2 separate regions of the Salvelinus alpinus genome follow, and region 2 is linked to region 1. A link is a contact called in public Hi-C data. All regions are on one chromosome and are shown on one strand. The core of a region is the stretch at or near the end of the contact, and the rest is flanking DNA. Distances in the headings are between cores, read along the strand shown. Region 1 holds the start of foxo3b (forkhead box O3b). Region 2 holds the start of LOC139582735 (sestrin-1-like).

Region 1 (2,892 bases), core at 118-2,617:
CGTGGGGGAGTGGGAGGAGAGCGGGGAGCCTCCGTTCTCCTGTCCGGACAGCAGTCCTTCGGCCGTAGGGCTGTTGCTGTTCTGGTGGTCTGCTCCCACGTTGGTGCCATTGACGTTGATGGCCATGGACGTGGCATGTTGTTCCTCTTCGTCATCCTCTTCCTCGGGTATAATGTCAGTGTCGTTGCTTTCTGGTTTCCCCGCATTTGACTCGGGTCGGGGCAACGGCCAGGTGCACGATCTTGGCCGTTTTTGTGGCTCGAAGTCTGGGTCTATGGCCACGTCCAACTCATGGAGAGGGCTGGGAGTTGGGATCTCGGCCATCTCTCCTTCAATTACTAGCTCGTCCCCGTTGCCCGCTGATAAAGTCAGTAGATAAGTAGTGGAGAGCTGTCAAAGTTGCATTCCATGAATGCACGCCCCCGTCCTTTGTTGCTATTCCAGACCAGCAGTCCCCAAGGGTCACTGCAAACTCCGCGCGAATTGCTAAATTAAATCCTCGGTATTACAAAAAGAGCACCAATGTGCTGTTCAGGGTGGATTTAAAACGTAGAATGTCGTGGACTATTATAAATGTATTAACACCATAACTGGTAAACTATGGCTATTCTCCTTAGCTCAAAAAGCAAGCCACGGCTACTTCACGTTTGACAATCGCAACAGTTCAGAACGGGTTGCTGCATATTCATGGTATTTCTCCTCGACTGGAGCAATGGTAATAATAACAGTATAGTGTGTACAGTTCGGTTCACGAGTAAATTATAAACGGTGTACCACGTGTTCGTTCATCAATGAGCGGTTACGCGTTCCTTCCTTGCACGTTCAAGATCAAATCCCGCACTGATTCAAAATAACTGAATACACCTATTGCCACAGTGAAAGTGAAGCTGTGGCCAGGACACAGTGCAGCCCCCTCTACGTTCAGGGCTGCCACGGATAAACGCGCTATGGTGAATTAGATGGCTGCAACACCAGCGATTAATTCCCGCATAGTTCTATTCCAATTGTCATTGCTGCCATTTGAACAAACTCCCTTTCGCATCCAAGTCCTTTTTACTACCGGACTGCACACAGGAAACCTGCGTTTGTTGTCAGTGTCGACAAAAAAACGAAAAGGAAAGGAATAACCGAAAATGATATCTCAGTCTATTCAACGTCGCCTCTACTGACCACGCATCACAGTTGGTATGGAAAACGAAACGCCACCTCACTCTCAGTTACAGTAGCCTATCTCTCCAGCAGCACACATAAACACTAACCTATCTGCTTAGCATATTCCGTCTTAAGACAGCCCTCAACAAGCTCGAAGTTATACAGCAACAGCAGCAATAGGCTAGTAGTGTTGCCACCCCCACCGAAAAGGCAAGCCCCCTGGATTCGGTATACGAGATCGTCCTTTAAAGAGACACGGCTCCTAAACAGTCTACAGCATGTGCGCACTAAAGCAGTGGAGGCTGCTGAGGGGAGGACGGTTCATAAAAACGTCTGGAACGGAGCAAATGGAATGGCATCAAACACATGGAAACCATGTTTGATATTTGATACCATTCCACCAATTCTAATTCCGCTCCAGCCATTACCACGAGCCCATTCTCCCCAATCAAGACGCCACCAACCTCCAGTTGGGGCGCACAGGCATGTCAAGGCAAGAAGTGTGTGGAAGGGACACATGTCCCGGCATGTTGACGGATACAGAAATAGACAGACAGATCATCATAATATTATTTTACACCGATAAGAACACAAAGAATATTCAAAGTTGGACAGAGGACATTCATATTTAATTCCAAATAATTGTATTGCTCCTTCTGGAAATGTTTACAATTCATAAGCTAATGACACAGGCTACATTAGAACAATAATTTATACATATTGTTGACATATATTATTATTGCCACTTCCTCTGTAGCACACTATTACAATGTAACAACTGACATACACATGTGTAACAACATAGGCAAATACCAGCAGATGTGTTTATTTTCCTCGTGTTGGGTATTACACTTCGTTCATGACATGCACATGTCATGCATTCTATCAAATATGTCAATGAAAGTCTTTCAGTCAAGTTGAGTAATTTTATTTTAACAGTCTCTTTAAAAATGTCTATAACTTGTCCCTTTATTCCGTGAGCATGGGTGTCAATCAATCGCGACAGCGCGCGCAGAACACGCCCCCTTCAAGACAGATCGACCGCTTCAAACATATGACGTCATTCCATTTATAATCAAGAGATAAGGGAAGAAATCCTATACGGTTCTCCGTTCTGTAAAGTGATGCTTCGGAGTGATCTCCCTTCCCCCACCACCTCCCTCCTTGTCTGTACGAAAACATCAGCAGTAGCCAGCCTACGTACGTCTTTGTTCCAGGGAAGATGTTGTGTAAATTGCCGGTCCACCTTGCAGGGACACGCGATCTCGATTTCTGTAATCTGTACAGAAATTATCGTGTTCCACCTGTGCGAACTGCGCTGTATTCATCAATGAATTCATGGAACGGTTGTTATTGATTATGACTGGATAATAACAATCCGATATAATAGTTCAGAGAAAACACGCACACATCCTGCAAGGCATTACTTGTGTAGTTATGGCTTTGAATTTCACATGGAAAACATCCACACTATTTCATTTATTATGATAACAAAGGAAATAGATACACATGCATACAAAACGAACACAAGAACACACAGTTCCTCTTTGTTCCTCCTGTCCCAGCTATATAAAGAGGATTGGCTGATTCAGCAGTTTGGTGCCTGTGAATAGCCGCTGCAGCGGAGGGTTAACTGCGGGGTGATGTCACCTAAGTCCTAAGGCTGTACCAATCACCTGGAGCTCCTAACAGTCTGAAACGGCCCGACCTAACTTGGCACAATGTTTTTAGGCATCAGAG
Region 2 (2,892 bases), core at 178-2,677, 250 kb before region 1:
CCATTGTTCATTTTAGCAAGCTAGTTTTAGTAGCTAGCGTGACAATCATGACAAAGTCCCAAACAAAGATAATCGGTTGCAAACAGAAGCACTTGCATCGCTAGCTAGCTAACGTTAGTTACGAGGAAGGATGGCTTGCCAGCTAGCTATGGGTTGACTAACTAACGTTAGCTAACTCAAAACATGTCTGGAGTTATTTTGCTAACTTAGCTATGCAATTGTCTCACCTGATCTTGATAAGCCTCCATATGTAATGGTAGAAAAAATACCCTCGAAATAAAATAACAATATATGACATGTATTATTTATCTGCTTCCGATTTGTTGACTTTGGATGGCTAAACTTCCAAACGATGACAGCAGGCAGTTCTTACAATTAACATTTCCCTCCTACACTCTTCCTTTTACCGCTCACTGGTTCAGCCTGCGCAATGGGTTCTCTGCGCACAGTTTATTCTAGGCACTATCCACTCAAAAGATTGTCTGCTACAACAGATGTATGGATAAAATAATACTGTAATGCAGACCCAATATAATATATTAATCAAATGCGCTTGGAACCGGAGCATAACTGAAATGTATGAATGTATCAGTCTAACAATAATTAAAAGCCCCTCTGCCATGTGTTACAAAGTCTGAACCAATGATTCAATTGATTGAAGTGGCTCTTCAACCAATTTATGCAAAATATTTGGCCATGGAGAATATTATGAGGGAAATTATATTTTCATTCCATCAGAAAGCTGTCAAAGCTGGGAGGCAGGCAGCCTGTTTGCAGATGATGATGATGACGATGATGAGATGCAGATGAATGCGCAGATTTCTTCACATGCACACGTATGGGTTTTGAGAGCTGTGTGGTACGTTTATAAAGGAACGGAATAGCATATGCCTGTCTGGCACTAGCCACCTGGTGACAGTCTTGAATGTGACAGCAGTTTGCCCACGTCCCACTGTGGTAATCTCCCCATCACAGACACCCTGGCTGGATGTTTAGTCCAAATGATGGAAAAACCTCAAACGATGATGGCATTCTCTCCTTACTCTTGTGAATGGCACTATATTTTCATATATAAAAATACACATTTCTATATTCAAAGAGTTGTAATGGTGGCACTGTTGCAAATAGTATTTAAATGTCTTTGTGTCACCTGAGGTTTAGAATCGCTTGTCTGTGTAAAAGCAAAGTGGGGGATGTGTTCACTTCTAAAATGTTGTTATTTTACATTTATGATAAACAAGGGGAAGGGGGGGGGGCTCTGCGCAACAACAATCCCTATGTTTGCTGGGAAGTGTATTTTTTAATACCTGTTCATTCCCGTTTTTTATGTGGGTCCGTTTGCTAAAATAATCAAACTCCCATGTTTCCCCTGTCGTGGTTATGGGCACGCCTTACACCTTACCTATTGGTGAAGATCTGCATAGATCCTCCTTCATTGTATTATGCAGTAGACCATTGGACATGAGTCTTTCCAATCAACTGTCAACTCAAGTTGCTGCTCTGTATAATGAAATCTGCCTCCGTGTTTCAGTGCAGACTCAAGACGTCCTACGGCTGCAAGATCTGTGCAAAAATAATGTGAATAAAGTAAGTATTTGTGAATGACACCCTTCGTTTGTAAGATGTACTGAAAAATGAGGGTATATAACTGCCGTTATGCTATAGATATTTGTACAATATTCCTGTTTTGTAACCAGCTAGCTACTGTTAAAAGGCTTAAGACAGAGAGAGCGAGAAAAGATTGAATGGCATTTTGGTTAGCTAACCAAACCTGCCTTGTAAACCAGATACCACACATTTATAACTAGCTAGTGAGACTACTAAAACAAAGTGCATTGGCTGTGGATACTGTCAGATCAGTGCCAAACATTTTGGAAGTACATAGGAAACATGTTTTTATTTTAGCATGTTGAACAACATTACTAGCTGCCAACGAACTGCAAAACGGCTAACTAGCGTTGTAGCTACAGCTAGCTTGTTGTTCTCAGCAGCAGTACTGTACAACTAGGCTTTCTTTGTTGGTAGTAACTTTCTGGTCAACAAACGACTGGCTTTCTCAGTGTTCTCCGTACAGGTTGGAAGGGACGAAAAGTTGTCTTCATTGTCCATTGATACGCCCGCATGTTTTTTTTTTGTTGTCCGTTCCCTTTCACTGGTCACACACACACACACACACACACACACACACACACACAGAAGCATCTTGGCAATGCATACAATGTCCTTTTTATCCAGTCAAAGTATTTTGTTTCTCATTTGTATTATCAATGCCAACTCTCTAGCTGCATTGTTGAAGTTTTGACTGACATTGTTTTAGAATTTTCATAAATATTTGTAGTTGTACGGTCTATTGAATGAATGCATTTTGGGGATGCTAACGTAGTGTGTACATAAAATATTTTAGCATCTGAGTATTTGACAGCAAACGGTTGGTTTTTCATGCACTTCATATTATAGCCTGCCACGAGAAATCAAGAGAATCAGAATAAGATGGACATCCAGGATCAGGATGCCACAGCCAGATGGGAGGCTCTGGGCAGCCGTGACGCGAGATCCAGAGGCACAGCAATGGAGCACATCAGCCAGGAGGTGATGCGGAGAGTGGAGAGTATAGGGCCGATACCAGCCACCGTCCCCTCGCCTCTAGCTACTGCAGGGCACCCCACCAGCGACCTGAACGACATCCTGGCCCGTCTACTCATGCTGTCCAAGCGGTGCCCTTTCGATGACGTCAGAGAGCGATGTGTTTGGCTGCTGCAGAATGTTCAGGTAGGAGAACACGCAGCGCGAGGTCGACAGATGTGGTGCTGTCTGATATTATACGGCAGTGGCTGTACCACTACCACAGAGTTTCTAATCCCAGAGGTGCAACATTGCGAGCAGGGCTGGTCC

Evidence for each region. A called contact is a pair of places that touch in the nucleus more often than the background predicts.
Region 2: a contact with region 1 is called in a Hi-C map of liver, with 7 times the contacts expected there. The contact joins the promoter of LOC139582735 here to the promoter of foxo3b in region 1. A contact is called at or near these places in 3 of 3 Hi-C or Micro-C datasets (liver, muscle and red muscle).

The regions. Positions count from the first base shown.
Region 1 is chr8:22,656,830-22,659,721 of SLU_Salpinus.1, reverse strand. foxo3b (forkhead box O3b) reads right to left here and starts at 1,367. Exons shown (of 3, transcript XM_071413015.1): 1 at 1-1,367. The coding sequence starts at 324.
Region 2 is chr8:22,908,004-22,910,895 of SLU_Salpinus.1, reverse strand. LOC139582735 (sestrin-1-like) reads left to right here and starts at 1,427. Exons shown (of 10, transcript XM_071413018.1): 1 at 1,427-1,587; 2 at 2,458-2,769. The coding sequence starts at 1,462. cep57l1 (centrosomal protein 57, like 1) reads right to left here and starts at 425. Exons shown (of 11, transcript XM_071413021.1): 1 at 228-425. The coding sequence starts at 248.